2 separate regions of the Gasterosteus aculeatus genome follow, and region 1 is linked to region 2. The links are chromatin contacts, called in public Hi-C maps. All regions are on one chromosome and are shown on one strand. The core of a region is the stretch at or near the end of the contact, and the rest is flanking DNA. Distances in the headings are between cores, read along the strand shown.

Evidence for each region. Hi-C and Micro-C count contacts between places; a contact is called where the count stands out from the background.
Region 1: a Hi-C map of liver shows a contact between it and region 2, with 2.4 times the contacts expected there. The contact joins two enhancer-like sites. A contact is called at or near these places in 4 of 6 Hi-C or Micro-C datasets (liver, skeletal muscle and whole body).

What each region holds. Positions count from the first base shown.
Region 1 is chr7:17,445,466-17,452,289 of fGasAcu3.hap1.1, reverse strand. LOC120822351 (zona pellucida sperm-binding protein 3) reads left to right here. Exons shown (of 10, transcript XM_040181950.2): 2 at 7-173; 3 at 257-357; 4 at 442-530; 5 at 612-792; 6 at 865-970; 7 at 1,050-1,135; 8 at 1,219-1,310; 9 at 1,376-1,452; 10 at 1,530-1,644. The coding sequence ends at 1,440. Among protein-coding and RNA genes, the nearest start is that of LOC120822351, 3.6 kb to the left of the region's middle. Within about 2 kb of position 4,034, at least 1 of the 9 cell types and tissues checked has open chromatin away from gene starts, as enhancers often do. A contact at or near this core is called in liver, where this site is marked.
Region 2 is chr7:17,276,140-17,284,025 of fGasAcu3.hap1.1, reverse strand. All of the region lies in intron 4 of auts2a (activator of transcription and developmental regulator AUTS2 a), which reads left to right. Among protein-coding and RNA genes, the nearest start is that of auts2a, 140 kb to the left of the region's middle. Within about 2 kb of position 1,470, at least 2 of the 9 cell types and tissues checked have open chromatin away from gene starts, as enhancers often do. A contact at or near this core is called in liver, where this site is marked.

The DNA.
Region 1 (6,824 bases), core at 2,785-5,284, 170 kb before region 2:
TTCCAGACATGAAGCTGGACTGCAGGCCCGACTCTGTGACGGTGGTGTGGACGGAGGGCCGATCCCAGGCTGATCTCTCGCTCTTCCGTCTGGGAAGCTGCTTCCCCACCAGCTTCTCTGCCACCCAGGCTGTTTTTAGAGTGGATTTCAATGACTGTAACTTCAGGAGACTTGTGCGTAGAACCTTCTTTTAATATAACCTTTCAAACCATGAGTCTGTTTCTTGCAGGTTCATTGATATTCGTCTCTCTCTAAGGTAACTGGTGATAACTTGATGTACAGCAATGACCTGACCTACGGTTCTTCTGACTCTCCATCTCTGTCCTTCACTCATCCTGTTGTCTGTGCATTTGCAAGGTGGGTGTTTATTCTACAACATCGACTATTTAGTCAAATAGCAGCAGTTGCTTTTATTGGGTTTCTTTTTTTTTTTTGTTGCAGACCTAAAGACTGGTACCCCATGATTTATGACCCTATGTTCAATACACATGGTGTGGGACATCTAGTGTTCCACATTGCCCTCATGAATGGTGGGTTTAAAGTAAGCCCTTACTGTATATGGTGTCTCTCAAGGTGATGTGGAACATAATGACTCTTCTTTACTGCTGTAGATGACTTCTCAGGCCCTGCTGAGTCCACTACCTTCGCTCTGGGCTCCTTTATCCCGATCATGGCCAGCGTGTCACAGAAAACCCATCAGCCCTTGCTTCTGCTTCTCGAGGAATGCGTAGCGGCAACCACACCAGAGCTGCAGCCTAAAAGCCTTGTATACCCGATAATCGCCAATAAGGGGTAATCGTGTTTCACCCGATCATTCTTTTATGTTGTCAAGAACTTTAATGTGAAACCTCACTTTATTTCCAGATGTCTTGTGGACAGCAGTGTGTCTGGTTCCAAATTTGAACCAAGGCAGAAGTCCTCAGAGCTCCAACTATCCCTTCAGACCTTTAGGTTTGGTCTTGGTCAAGAGGTAACTCTAAATTGGGCAGGTTTTATTGTTACAACTGGAAGCGAACTCTGCATCACAACCTCCGTCCTCTACAAAACAGGTGTTCATCCACTGTAAACTTGTGGCTTGGGATCCCAACGGTCTTGACCGCACCAAGAAGGCCTGCCACTATGTCAAAGAGCATGGGTAACAATGTCTTAACCATTCGAGAGTAGTCTGACTTCCATGATGGTAAATAATTGTCTGCCTCTTCTCAATCATGAACTCAGCTGGGAGCTGCTGGACAACTATGCATACAGCACTCTCTGTGACTGCTGTGACTCCGACTGCAAGTCCAGGAGGACCAGGAGTATAGAATCAGGTATTTGACTATGCTGCTTTAACTTGTCTAGTTTTGATGTGAACTTGACCGGTGTTTTCAAACAGGGACTCATGGAGTGGCACAAAAAGCAGTCCTTGGTCCACTTACCATTACTGATGAGACTTCTTGAATTTTTCTAAGGGTAACTTTTTATTTTTATTTTATTATGCTAAATGTTTATACTTTACTACAACCTAACCTTCTCTTCTCCTCCAACAGCTTTAAATTATGTCGCACCTTCAATTACAATTTTATTAGGTTGTTTCAAACTTCTAAAAGCTCGATGCCCATTGGACTTCAGATTGTAATGATTCATTAAAGATGTAAGCTCTCATATTAAGCTTGTGTAATTGTCTTTAATGGTGTCTAATTCAAGGCGGTTTTTGTAATCGTAGCTTGTTGTCCACTTGTTACTCTAATTAGCACTTGATACAACTGTCATAGAAATTTTCAAGACTAAGTCAAACTTGCCACATGATTATACGTGACCTGTAGGAGTTATTTGTGCCTGTCCTGGTAAAATAAGCACTGCGATGCCTTGATACACTACTGTGTCTCTACACTAAATTATCTTTGTTTCTTTGAAGCGACTATTCCTAATAAACGAGTGGGGGAAAAAAAAAATTTAAATGGCCATCCGGTCTTTACTTTCATATGCTTTAGCATGTCAACCCTATGCCCAGGGGATGTGAACAAAACTCTTATCTGGCTGATCTCTAGATAGATCAGGCAACAATGTCTTTGATTTGGCCAATACGAACACTTAAATTCTCCTGGTGTTCTCTGCTAATGTTGCCTAAAGCTGGGATGCTCGGTCGTTCGGCAAAGAACCAGCAGGTTGACATTAGGAAAATCAATCACGACAGGTCACATGCAAGCATGGCCGACTGTGGGCTTGATGGAAAACTATTTCACTCAAAAGCAAGATTATCATGGCTTGGTTGATAAGTAGCTTGTGAGGCAGCGTAGTGCGCATTTATGCTGTGCATGAAATTGATACAAGCACAAACCCTTGTGACCATCCTATACTTTGTTGTGGCAGTTTATTTTCCAAACTTGTATCACACTGATCAATAGGACTACGCATTGTGGTTTCTTTAATGTAATCAATTGTGTTAAGCAGCTCGGGGGTTCAGAACAGAAGTCCTGTTTAATGCAATTGGGTCATTTTCACCAGGCCTGTCGACCCTCAATAATAACCCTTTATGTAGAAATTCACAACTGATTTGTGACTGTTCTCAAATCTTTGAGGGGAAGGTATGTGGTTGCCACGGTGGCAGAGGATCGCTCTTCAGGGCGCCGAGCCAGAACCAACCAGCGCTGGTTTTAATATTAGTTTTGCATTGACGGCATACAGCGCTGTTGATCCGTTTGGTTACTGCGACTCCTCGTTTGCCCGATTAGCTCCTCCCGCCCACCAACCGGTCCTCTGAGGGGAAGGGGGAAAATGTGCAACCATTGGTCGTAGCTAGAAGCTAACAGCAAACTGCTTGCACATTTCACTCTTAATACAGCGATATCCTTAACATTTCTCTAGGAAACACCAGCCCCCCGAATCATATCAATAATACATGCTCCTAACCGTTGCAGTTTTTAACAAAGAGATGAATTTATTCCTGTTTTCTGTGACTGTAATACGTCCAGCAGCCATCTTGTTTGACTCAGACATTCTTTTTGCCTTTGAATCATGTTAGGGAGGTTAGGGGGGGGGGGGGGTTGCAAGTCAAACGTCACTGTCATTTTACACTATACACGTTTTGGCTTCTGAGCGGCTATGGGAGCGAACAGTCTGTTGGCACCTTGGGGGTCCGGCACCGTCAGGGGAGGGAAATACTTAGTAGTAGGGGTGTAACAATTCATCCACTGAATCGATTAATCGATTTATATTCCTGCGATCCAACTGAATCGATCTGAGCTCAGCAAATCGGCATTCTGGACGACATATCGATTAAAATGGTACATAATCGATTTGTATTGAAACTGCACATTGGATTTAAGTACAAGAACGGTATGGATGTGTTTGTTTTTTAGCACTTTAGACACGTTAAACGTTACTCTATTCAGTCTGCCTGTCCGTGACGTCATCAGTACGCAGCGGCAGCCGCACGAAACACGGAAGAACAAAACACAGCGTGGAGGAGACGACTGCGAGCGAGACATTTACAAACCAACTTATCGATCCAGTGTATGGAAACATTTCGGCTTTTGCAAACACGGAGGTGTTCTAAATAAGTCGGCCGCTGTTTGTAGAATATGTAGAAGCCAAATAAAAAAACATGGAAACACGACAAATCTTTTCCTCTGTGAGGGCAAAGAAGATAGTCTACACAGGGAAGGCCTCTGCTGTTTCGCAAAGAATCCTGGAGCGGCAACCACCATGGATGAGTCCAGAATGAGGTTGATCGCGGCGACAAATAACACATCTATATACATGTTGAAACCCCTACTACAGTGATGTGTTTCCTGTCAAAACTAACGCCCATCACATAAAACACATCCTAAAATGACGACTCTCCAATCAAAAGAACGCATGCCATCGTCAAAATGGCGTATTTTCGCTTAAACAGTGCACGCCCCCGCCAAATCACGCCCCAGTTACTATTACTCCTACCTACACACACTAAAACTGCAGTCTAGACCGCATTCAAGGTACCATACAGAGAGCAGTCTCTAGCCGAGCTCCTGCAGCAACATAATGTGATATTTATATGGTCCTAAACAGTGACATCGCTCACTCGGTGCAGGCAGGCACTCCTAGCAGGGTGATTCACGCACTTTTTAGCTGAGTCAAAGCTGTCTTGGCCACAGGGTGGTGATGTTTGACCATGGATAATCTCTGTGATTACATATTCTGCCTGTTTGCTCAGGTGTGTCATTGCTTTTTAGAGAGAGACGTTCTAGCTTGAGTGTTTAATGCTCTGCTAGATGTGTGAGTGGTCTGGCGACAGGACTTTTCCAGTTCAAAGTACTTGGCATTTTTGTGACATTTCAGCGGGTTGGACAAATTTGCGGTGTTACCTTTGCTAAAGTAATAAAGGGTATTTGGACTCTGCTCAGCGTCTTTGAGCCTAGTTCCACATAGCAGACTGCACACATTTTAGTGGTACTGGAACCAAGTTTTTGAAACTGGAGGTGAATATATGTATTTGTTCTTCGTCACCAACATGATGATACTTCTGTTAATCCTAAATGAGTGAACGAGTCCTAGCTCTTTAGCAGTGTTTTTGTTTCTGCTTTGTGTACCTGCAGTCCTTTAGAAACTGTGCTGTTATTTCATACTGGACCTATTAAAAGGTTCTTTGTCACAGGAACATTAGAAAATCGTACTTGCCATTTCTCTCCAGTCTCTCCACCAAGCCCTTCTCTCAGTGATGCTGTCACACTGCCAAACCCCACTTCTAACGCTTCAGCTGAGCAACACAACGCTACGCCCTGCAGCTCGCAGCTGCACCACTCCCAGGGAAGCACCGTGACTGGCTCTGGTTCCTTGTGTTGGTGACTGGTCTCCATGATCATAGGTCTCAGTGAAGCGTTAGCGTTTACTCACGCAAAGAGTGTTTCCTGAACCTTTACCAAACCAAGTGTCACTGATCTTTCCTAGGGTTCAGTACTAAGGGAATGTCAGTGCCGGCCAGATGTGTGCAATCAGCTCTGCAAAAAGGCTTCTCTACACATTCTTCTTCTCCCGACCTGGTCATTGTGCCATAACTTGGATCCCTTGTTAAAGTCGACCATTTAAAGCGCTGTCTTCATGATTAGACTGGATGTGACCCAGGGAAGCGGTATGATGCCTGTGATTGTATTTGATCCAATAGAGTATTATAATATTATCATAAACTACTGCTCACAGTTTCAAAGACAAAGATGGGAAAGAAGAGGGAGAAGAAATAATGAAATGAGAGTAGGAAGAACCTTAAATCAAGCTGACTTCATTTGTAGTAGATGAGATTGGATCCGTCTGCAAGGCCTGGTGTTCACAAAGTCCGTGTTCCGTCTCTGAGGTATGTTTACAGCGAGACGGATCAATACACATAATGCTATTGGGCTTCTGGCACTAGTTACAAATTCTACAAAAGCCACCGGTCCATTGGATCGATACGTCCTGTTTTCTTTCTTTTAGCCTCTTGTGTTGTGATGTTAGACGTGTTTTACTCAAAACCAAGATGGCAACTGATTGGAACACGTGTAGAGATTTAAAATAGTCCAGATTTGGAAACAAGTGCTTTATTGTGGTCTTCTCTTGGATGGGTTACTTTCCTTGGGTTACTTTCCTGTGGGCCCCCTCTTCTTCTACATGGATATCAAACACACAGTACTGCCTTTTACAGGATGCACTTTCTCCCTTTGTCTGCATTTATCCAGGAGGAGATGTTTGTTCAGCAAGAAAGCCTCACACGACTCCAGGCTGCCAGTCTTATGGGCAATCCCTTTGTTTATTTACAGTAAGTCCTCTGTTGCCTCAAAGTGATTGGGGAATGATTTATTGATGTTTCTAAAATGTTACAGACAACGTGCCAGCCCAGCAGGCAGCAAGGCAGAGGGGAAGCTGGGCAGGAATGAAGGGCTTTACAAGCTGAGGAGGTTTCTTCATCCTAATTAAAACCTCCAGTCTGTGTTCATTAAAGCAGATTTTCTTCCTTTAAGGGAAAACGCAGCTTCCTCCCTCCCGTGGTTTCTCATCTTCTCGGTTTCAGGCGCGCTGCATCAACAAGGTGTCACATAGGAAGATGTAGCAGCCGAGCAAGACCGGTGGCAAAGAGCAAGGATGTTGGCACAGTCAGTTATCAAACAAAGTCTTGTTGATTAGGCAGCAAACACGCCACCCTTTTGAGACATTATTTAGTTGAAGCCGGTCTTACTCTTACAAAGTAGGTAGCAAAGCAGTCACTTCAGTTTCTGTCTTACCTGAATAATTGATGACCAGTGAGATGTTTCTGGCATTGTTCCAAAAAGGAACTTTTTAAGCTCCACACTCGTGCTAACGTGGAGGATTGAGGCATTCTTCAAGAAGACATTTCACAATTTTGCAATTGCCTTATGATACATATGAATGGCATTGATGTCTTGACATAAACATTGTTGTTGAGTTTTTCGGCACGGCACGTAACATCACTTGTTACGTCACTTGTCACATCAAGTGAAGGCACTTCAATTAATAAAAAACTAATATATATGTAAGAGATAAATGTCACCAATTACTTTTACATCATCTTACATCTTCTACATATGAAATCACTCACTCACTCAACTAAAATATTAACAATGTAAACATTTAAACTACAACAGTCCCTTTGACCTAATCTCTATAATCCCATTTATGTGCCTAGTGACGGACAGCGCGGTTCACATCTGTCAATGGCTGTTCAGCTCAGTGCCTGTCATCATCTTCAGCCTAATCATTTCCCCCTGGCAGCTGATTGCTTTTTATTACAAGCATCACACCAGTAATCCAGTAGAAAGCCTCCACACGCACACGCACACGCACACCACACAGCCTATCAAAGAAAGATGTCT
Region 2 (7,886 bases), core at 221-2,720:
GTATCTTTTGTGACAAAAGATACAGCTTATTGCAGTGTTTCCATTAACTACCCAACTCTAGAGAGGAACGCCTCAGTTTCATAACGAACCGAAAATATTCTTACGCTTCAGTTACAGCGTGTGAGGTCTGTGCATTCTTCTCAGGGAATTCAACTTGCCGCATGCGTGACAGCCGCTCTGCCAGGGAGGACCCCCCCACGGGACCTTTCCTCTGTGGCAGTGAAAAGTGACAGGCTCCAGTCTGCTTGGATGGCCCGGGGCCCCCGACTTCCGTCCAGACTGTCACAATGCTTTGTGGGTTTTGCGATGTCATCCCCATTCATACTTATACACCCAATGTGTTTGAATTCAATGTGAAAACATTTTTTTTTCTGAGGGGTCCTGCCTTCAGACCCCCCTAGAGGGTCTGAGGTCCACCCACCACAGTTTCAGATTCTTCTATCATGGAATCACAGATAAACTGCATATGGTGCATTTGGAGAATTCTCTCAGTGGACTTGAAGAGTAAATGAGTGATTCAGATACTCATAAATAGCTTTTTCTAAGAATATAAAGGCCACTCTGATACATGAAGCATCATAAGTGGAAGTTTTTTTTTATGATTGAACACCTTTAATCTTTCCTTTACAACCTCTATAGGGCTCAAGGGAGCATAAACATGTTTGAGAATTAACGTTTGCATATTAAAATAAAGAATGAATTGACATTGATTCCCTGTATTTCCCTTTTGAGTGATGACCGTAGAACCATAGCAACAACAGCACCGTAGAAAGAAAAGATGGACAAAAAGCCCAGAGGCTGTTGTTTTCTCTGTCTACTGTTCCTGAACAAGCTGTTAGGACACGGATAGTTAAGCCCGATATTGGGGCCCGGAGTCGTCGTAATTTCATCGGAACTCTTTCCACTGCTTTGCATTACATGCAAGCACCCATCAGCCCGAGTCCCCATTCATCCACAGCACATCACCAGTGCTCTGCTGTCTCTGTGGCAGATAGTTCTGAAGTGGATGTTCCTTGACCTTCCGCTCAGTCTCTGCTGCTCTTTCATCCGATGAAGCCTCCATCCTAACCAGACCTGTTCGGAAACTCCTCTTAACCCCGTGCACCGCCGTGACACAGCGTTAAGAACAGGTATTGATCCTCAAACCTCACAGGCCACTGGTTAGGAAGGTTAAAAGTCACAATGTGCTGTCTAAAAACTAGATGCGCTTCAGAAACACTTGAATGTGTGGCGTTGTGCACATTGAATGTAAAGGTAGGCTGCACGTTCTGCGTCCCTGGTGCATACTCTGATTCACATACAGTAGAGTGTGAAAGGAAATGGTGAAAACTCCTCACTGTCAGACTTGGCCCAGATGAGCAGATGGAGACTGTTTCTCCGAGGAGACCCGCGGGGAAGGCCACAATCCATCCTTCCCTCTCCTCTCCCCGTCTTCTTGACGGTGCCAGCTCTTTGCCACTGCGGGCTGGGGAGGTGGCAGTCAGCCTGGCTTTCCTCTTGCCCCAGGGCGGGGAGAAAGGAATAGCCATCTGTGATTCACCCAGACTCCGGGCATCATCTGACACGGGTTAGGAGAGGAGAAACGTTAAATCCTCCCAAAAACATCTACACATGATTAAATATATAGAGATGTATATCTATATCTATATAGATGTCTATATGAAGAACATTCCAGATCTCTGCTTGAACAAGGCTCTGACAGGCATCGGTCTGCCGCTGTGTACAAAGTTCAAAGTTTCAGTTCAAAGCACGCGCGGTAAGCTGATGCTTCGTAGAGCTGCAACTTGTACACATTTCACTTTAACTTTCTATTCACTGGAATAAACACAGCATGTCTAGAACACGTCACCTATCCAGATGGAGAAGTGGAATAATTAAACCCTGAGCACAAACGTGAAGGAACAGCAACAATGGGCCCGTTCTCTGTGTCACTTTGTCCCGTATTTTCATATTAGTAAACTGGACTGTGCTGGGATACTTTTGTGGAGTACTGGCACCCTCTGCTGCTAGCAAAGGCGAATGCTTTGGTCCTTTTGGATCTGCTGGGATCTCATTTAGGAAGTGCTCGCCTCTCACCGCCTGCTGCTCAGACTGTGGTCTTTTGAATCTGATGTTGCATTCTCTCTTTCTTCATAATTAGCTGCTATGTAGCTTTGCAGGGTTCCTCTTTTTTCCAATGATGCACGTTGAAGGCGTTGCCATGTACAGAAAACAAGCTAAATTAAATGAAATATATAGCAATGTTACCCACGAATAACTCATGTTAAAAGCCACGTCCAGAACAAAGTAGCTTTTTGAATTAAAGTACCCCTCTGTGCATTTTACCACTTAACGTTTTCAGTGAGCCTCCTTTTGATGTAGCTGTGGTGACACACACAAGTAGTCGCACATGCTCACATTCCCTGCCTCTCTTATTCTCTTATTACTGTCCGTCTCGCAGCCAATTTGCTGTAATGTCCTGTGATGTTGGTTGGCGATAATGAAGCTAAAATAAGGAGAGCTTATTATATGGTGGCACATTGGAACTATGCAGGGGCCCCTCCACATGATCGCAACACACACCACTCAATTCCGCAGCAAAAATATGCCACTGTGCAGGGATCAACGAGGGTGGACACAGCCTTGTTAGTGGAAGAGGCTGAAGCGCCACGTGCACTGTGTGTGTGGCCGTCTCCTCTGTGAGAAGCAGACATACGGCACGTCGGAATGCCCCACTTCAGAGCTAACTGGGGATAATGAGCAAAAAATGTTGCAGTGGAAAACTAAATTCTTTTGGTTGTCGTCAGTTGCAGAATACCTGTTGACACGCATTGTGGTATCAGTTGTTACACCGTGTCCCGCATATGTGATTTACAACGTGGAAAAAGAATGATTTTAATGTAGTTTACATCCCCTATATACCATGCACATTCTAAGCAGGCCTGTAATGTGATTATTGATTTATCGTTTTACTGTATTTAGATATATAGCATCATAAATAAATAATAAAATAAAATAAAATTCAATTTATTGTGGTTAAATTCGGGCCATTTCGACAAAGCGCTATTTATATTTGAAATATTTTGAAGCTTTTATCTTTGCAAATCATTACCCTGCTTATTGTCAACATACTATTAAAACTCATTAATTGAGGAATGCAATTGTAGATCCAATTATTAACTAAAACCAGAGTAAAAAATCTAGTCCAACATAAAAACACTAAGCAAAATATTGTAATGCAAAAGAAAGGTATTTTTACCTGTTTTATGTGTAAAATCTAGAATGTTTATTTATTATTAAGTGCAATCAAATCTTTTTCAGGATTGCAAATCATTTCAAAATGGGCGCCTGTGTATTTTATAATCTGAATTGATCCTTGTTACTTACTATGTGAGAATAATCATAATGTTTCATTCCATATATACTGTATATATAGTAGCCTGCCACCTCCAGTGGAAGTAGAAGGTGCATTCTGTGCATACACAGTGTGTTGGGATCCGATGTGGTCTAGGGCGCCACGCTCAAACCATGATCTGATACAGTGAAATAACACACTGCCCACTTTGAAGCCAACCCATCATTATTTTCTAAATACAAATTTGCCTTTTGCACAGAAGGTGAGGCTCACACTCGCAGATCAATATGGTGGTACTAATGGGATCTATCTGTATTCATTTTAAACGGGCTTTACATCACTTTGATGCCCTCCCCCTCCCAAGCTGCTGCTAACCTTGATTCAAGTGTCTTCGGCTTACTTCTTTCGCTTTGACTTGACCCGCTAAGAGCAGTGGTGGAGATGGCTGCTTTGATGCCTTTTGTGCTGCTTCTGCTGCTTCCCTGACTCGCCTCCAGCTATACAATGTACTTCCACACCAAACTGTCAGGGAGATGGAGATGGTGGAGAGGAACAAGCCAAGCAGGGGCAGGGGGGGTAAATGTGTGTCAGGGAGCGTGTTGTGATGTTTTGTCGTTTTCTGGAAGTGAGCGATGTCAGAAGCATGTGAGTCAAAGGCTGTGTACGGCATATCCCTGTAGACCCCCACCTCCCCCACCCTGATGCATTACGCCTTTCACTGCTACACATATTGCAGTTCAAAGGTTACAATCAATAATTTGTTCTCCCCACCCCTCTCAAAGCAATGCAGCTCAACCTTGAACAACCCACAGTACCGGCTGTTGCTAAGGACCACTGGTGATGGGATGTAGTCTATCTTTAAGGCATGTTTCAAAGCCCGTAATGGGGCTGTTCCCACCTAAGAGCCCCCCGTGTGCCGAGCTGCCACCTTTTCAACAAACGTTGGAGTGAGATTTTGTCTGGAGTGACCAACATTTACCGCGTACGCAGGCAGGTAGTCCCTGCAATCAAGTGTTTTTTTGGGGCCCAAAGTCGTCGATAGGAGCGGCCTGCTGGAGATGGACAACCTTGGTTACATTCTGAGAAGCAGACATAGCTGAAGGTCCACCCCCAGGACATTTTGGTTTAAGTAGATGTTATTTCCTGCATTCTAGTGGATTTTTGGGTGGTATGCTAAAGAACTTATTGGGATTCATGTTCATCTGACCATGACTTGTATGGCCTTCTAGACTTGAGCTGAACATTCAACCAGAAAACTATTGTTGTGCCTCAATGACTGTCTATGTACCACAATAAAGCCTAATTAATAGACCTGTGTTTGAGATTTGACCATTTTGATTACAATGGTATTCAACCAATTCTTAACGGAAACCCAACCTATATTCTTAATATTTGTATTCTTAAGAGCACTTGGCACAAGGATTTATGTTCAGGAAAAACTGACACAAGATTAGTTGCCGAAATATTTTTCATTATTCAAAGCCTCCCACACACGTTCCATCAAACAAAAAAGGGCAGCAACAAATAAAGTGCTTAAACTGTAGCATTTTTAAGCAACACAATGGATCAACACATGACAAAAATAAGTAAAAATGAGGTATCATTAGCTGGTTAGTCATTTTCTAATTAGTTAGTCACTGAGAAATTGGATGTGTGCCGTGAGTGCGTGTGAAAACATACAAAAGCGTGTGTCACACGGTGAAACCGTGAGAGTTGGCAGCTCTGCCGTGTGGATTGTGGTAATGGGCAGCAGAATGAGCAGAGCCTCCTCTCCGTCCCCTGGAATTATGAGTATTACATCTCAGAAGATATTATTATCTGGCTGCATACGGATGTCAAAAGACTGAGCGGGTGTCCACCAAATGGATATTATTGCCCGTACTTCCATTGGAAATTAGCCCACATTGGGGAGGAACAGTCAGACGTTCACTGGTACTCATCTGTGTTGCTCCTCGACGGGTCATATCAGTGTGACCTTGAAAAGTTATTTCTGTGTATGACATCATTGTCAAATTTTGTTCATGTCTGTGAACAGGAGTCAGTGCACCCAATTTATCATTAGCTTCATGAATAGATGAAGTAATTGTGAGATCACAGACCTTACTCTGGAGATTTCTCAAGAGGGATTAGTCCAAAGCCCAGTTGCAGCACACAGTGCAGTAGGTTACACCGAGTACAAAGAACTCTCTCCCTGGGATGGTTTGCATGTTCATTACTTATCCCACCCACTCAACCTTCTAATTATTATATTACATTTTTATTTTCTGTTCTTTGCCCCAGTAGATTTGTTCAACCGCTTCTGCTTAATCGCCTCGCTATTTCGGTCTGGCTTCAAGTGAGCCTCTTTCACAGAAGGACACTTGCAAACACACTCACAGAGCGCGGTGCACAGCAATCAGGTGCGGGTCATGTTCCAGTAGTACTCTGTCATTTTGAAGAGTTACTGAAGGTCTGCCTGAGATTTTCCATGTGTGATTAAACTCTGCCTTTATCACGCTTACTGTCACAGTCTTTAGTGCTTTTTGCAAAATACAATTTGATTTGTCCTCTCTGTGATGTAAATGAGTGCTACTGTGCATGATGACATTTCTATTGTTTCATCTGTAGCTGACCCTTGAGTCCACCTTGTCCATGTCCTGTCCCCACTCAGCTCGTCACAGCTGGCTGAACTGTGGCACACACGTGGCTAAGCTTACACGCGTTGCCCGCCACAGTTTATATCAAAGAATTCAGCTGGAAAAAGTGAGTATAATTTGAAATGGAGCGATAAAATATTTTCATGCAGTTAATGCAACTTTGTTTACTTCCGGTGTGGATTGACACAGGACATGAAACCGCTGCGTGCTGCAGTCAGTTAGATCGAAGAGACCGAGACGGTAGCTGAGAGATTTTTGCTTTGAAAGTAATACAAATGGGCGCGACATACAGCGGAGAACCGTGCAGAGGAACTCCTCCACCAGCAGGAGGGGGATGAGTGTCAAACGGACCACTTTACGCACTGCTAGGCTAAGCTATCTGCTAGCTGCTAGGCTACTTCTATCGTAACAGTCTGCAGAGGACCACCACTGTGTCGCTAAAATACAGTAGTCCTGAAAGTGGTGTTTACTTACGGCACTCTTTATGTTCAAAGTCAAAGACTGTGTCCCTCTTTTTTTTTTTTACTTGTTTGGAGCTCTGGAAATCTCTCTTCCCGTTATATCAGAGATGGACAACCCCTTCCACTGTAATTACGATGAACCCCCCAAATGATTGAATGTCATGACAATGACAAAGGCTAGAGACATACCGGCTGCTGGTATGTTCCCTTACTTATTATTTGTGATTTACTCAGGGATTTACATCCATGTTTTCCCCCCTGGCAAACACTCTTTGTTTATCTTGTAATAATAATAAAAATAATAATAATAATGTTGTAATCTTTAAAATGTTACATAGTTATAATTTGTATCTATGCACCCATTAAATGTACAAATGTAAAATATTTTGAGGCCCAGACTAGACTAGAGTCCAGATGCTACCCCAATTCAAGCCATCCATTTTTTTTTTATACGTTTGCCTTTCATCCCACACACACACACACACACACACACACACACACACACACACACACACACACACACACACACACACCGACCCAGTCCCAAGTCTCTGCTGCCTGGAAGCAATTAATCTGTGTTTATGTCTGTTTCCTGCTATCATCTCAGCTGTGCTTTGACCCACCGATGCGGGCCGGTTTGCCTCGCAGAACAAGGGAGCAGAGGGGGAATGCGTGCAAAGGCGCTTAGGTAGGGTAGCGGTGAACTCAAACATCGTGGATCTGGCATAGACTCATGCATCTGAAAGTCATTGGAACATGGAGCCATTTCCCCTCCTACTTCTCTTGCATATTTCTCCCTGGAGCTCATTGTTTCCCCTTCCTCATCCAGACCTCTGTCCAAATAGCCCGCTGATTTGTGTTTGGAAATGAGTTCCAAATGAAGTCCTGGCTGGAGACTCGGACAGACGGTATGTTAATGTCTGTGTGTGTGCAAATCTGTATTTGCATGCTGCTGTCCACCTGAAGCAGTCTCAAGGCTTTTACAAGGTTGTGGTTACATGTAAACACACTTTATCACGGCACTTAGCTTTTGTAAGTATTTAGTATATACAAAACGTCTACAGCTCCACACAATGTAAACCATTGAGCAACATGCTTTACAGTGCGACAGTATCCTCCTGTGACCTCACGTTCTCTTTTTTGTTGTTGTAACCCTGTAGTCTACCGCCCCCACGCCCCTTCTTTAAAACTATTTTTCATTTGATATACAGTGATCCCTCGCCACTTCGCGGTTCACTTATCGCGGATTCGCTATTTCGCGGATTTTCATATTGCATTTTTTTTTTTTTTGGTGCATTGTGCTCTGCATTCTGATTCGCTAAAAACTCACTCCCGAGCCGTTCATTACAGTTCTCCAACGTAATCGATGGTGGCATGTCGGTGTACAAGGATCTTTTTGCAAAGAAGAAAAAAGAGCGACAACAGCTGCCTATCACTATGTTCTTCTCCCGAACA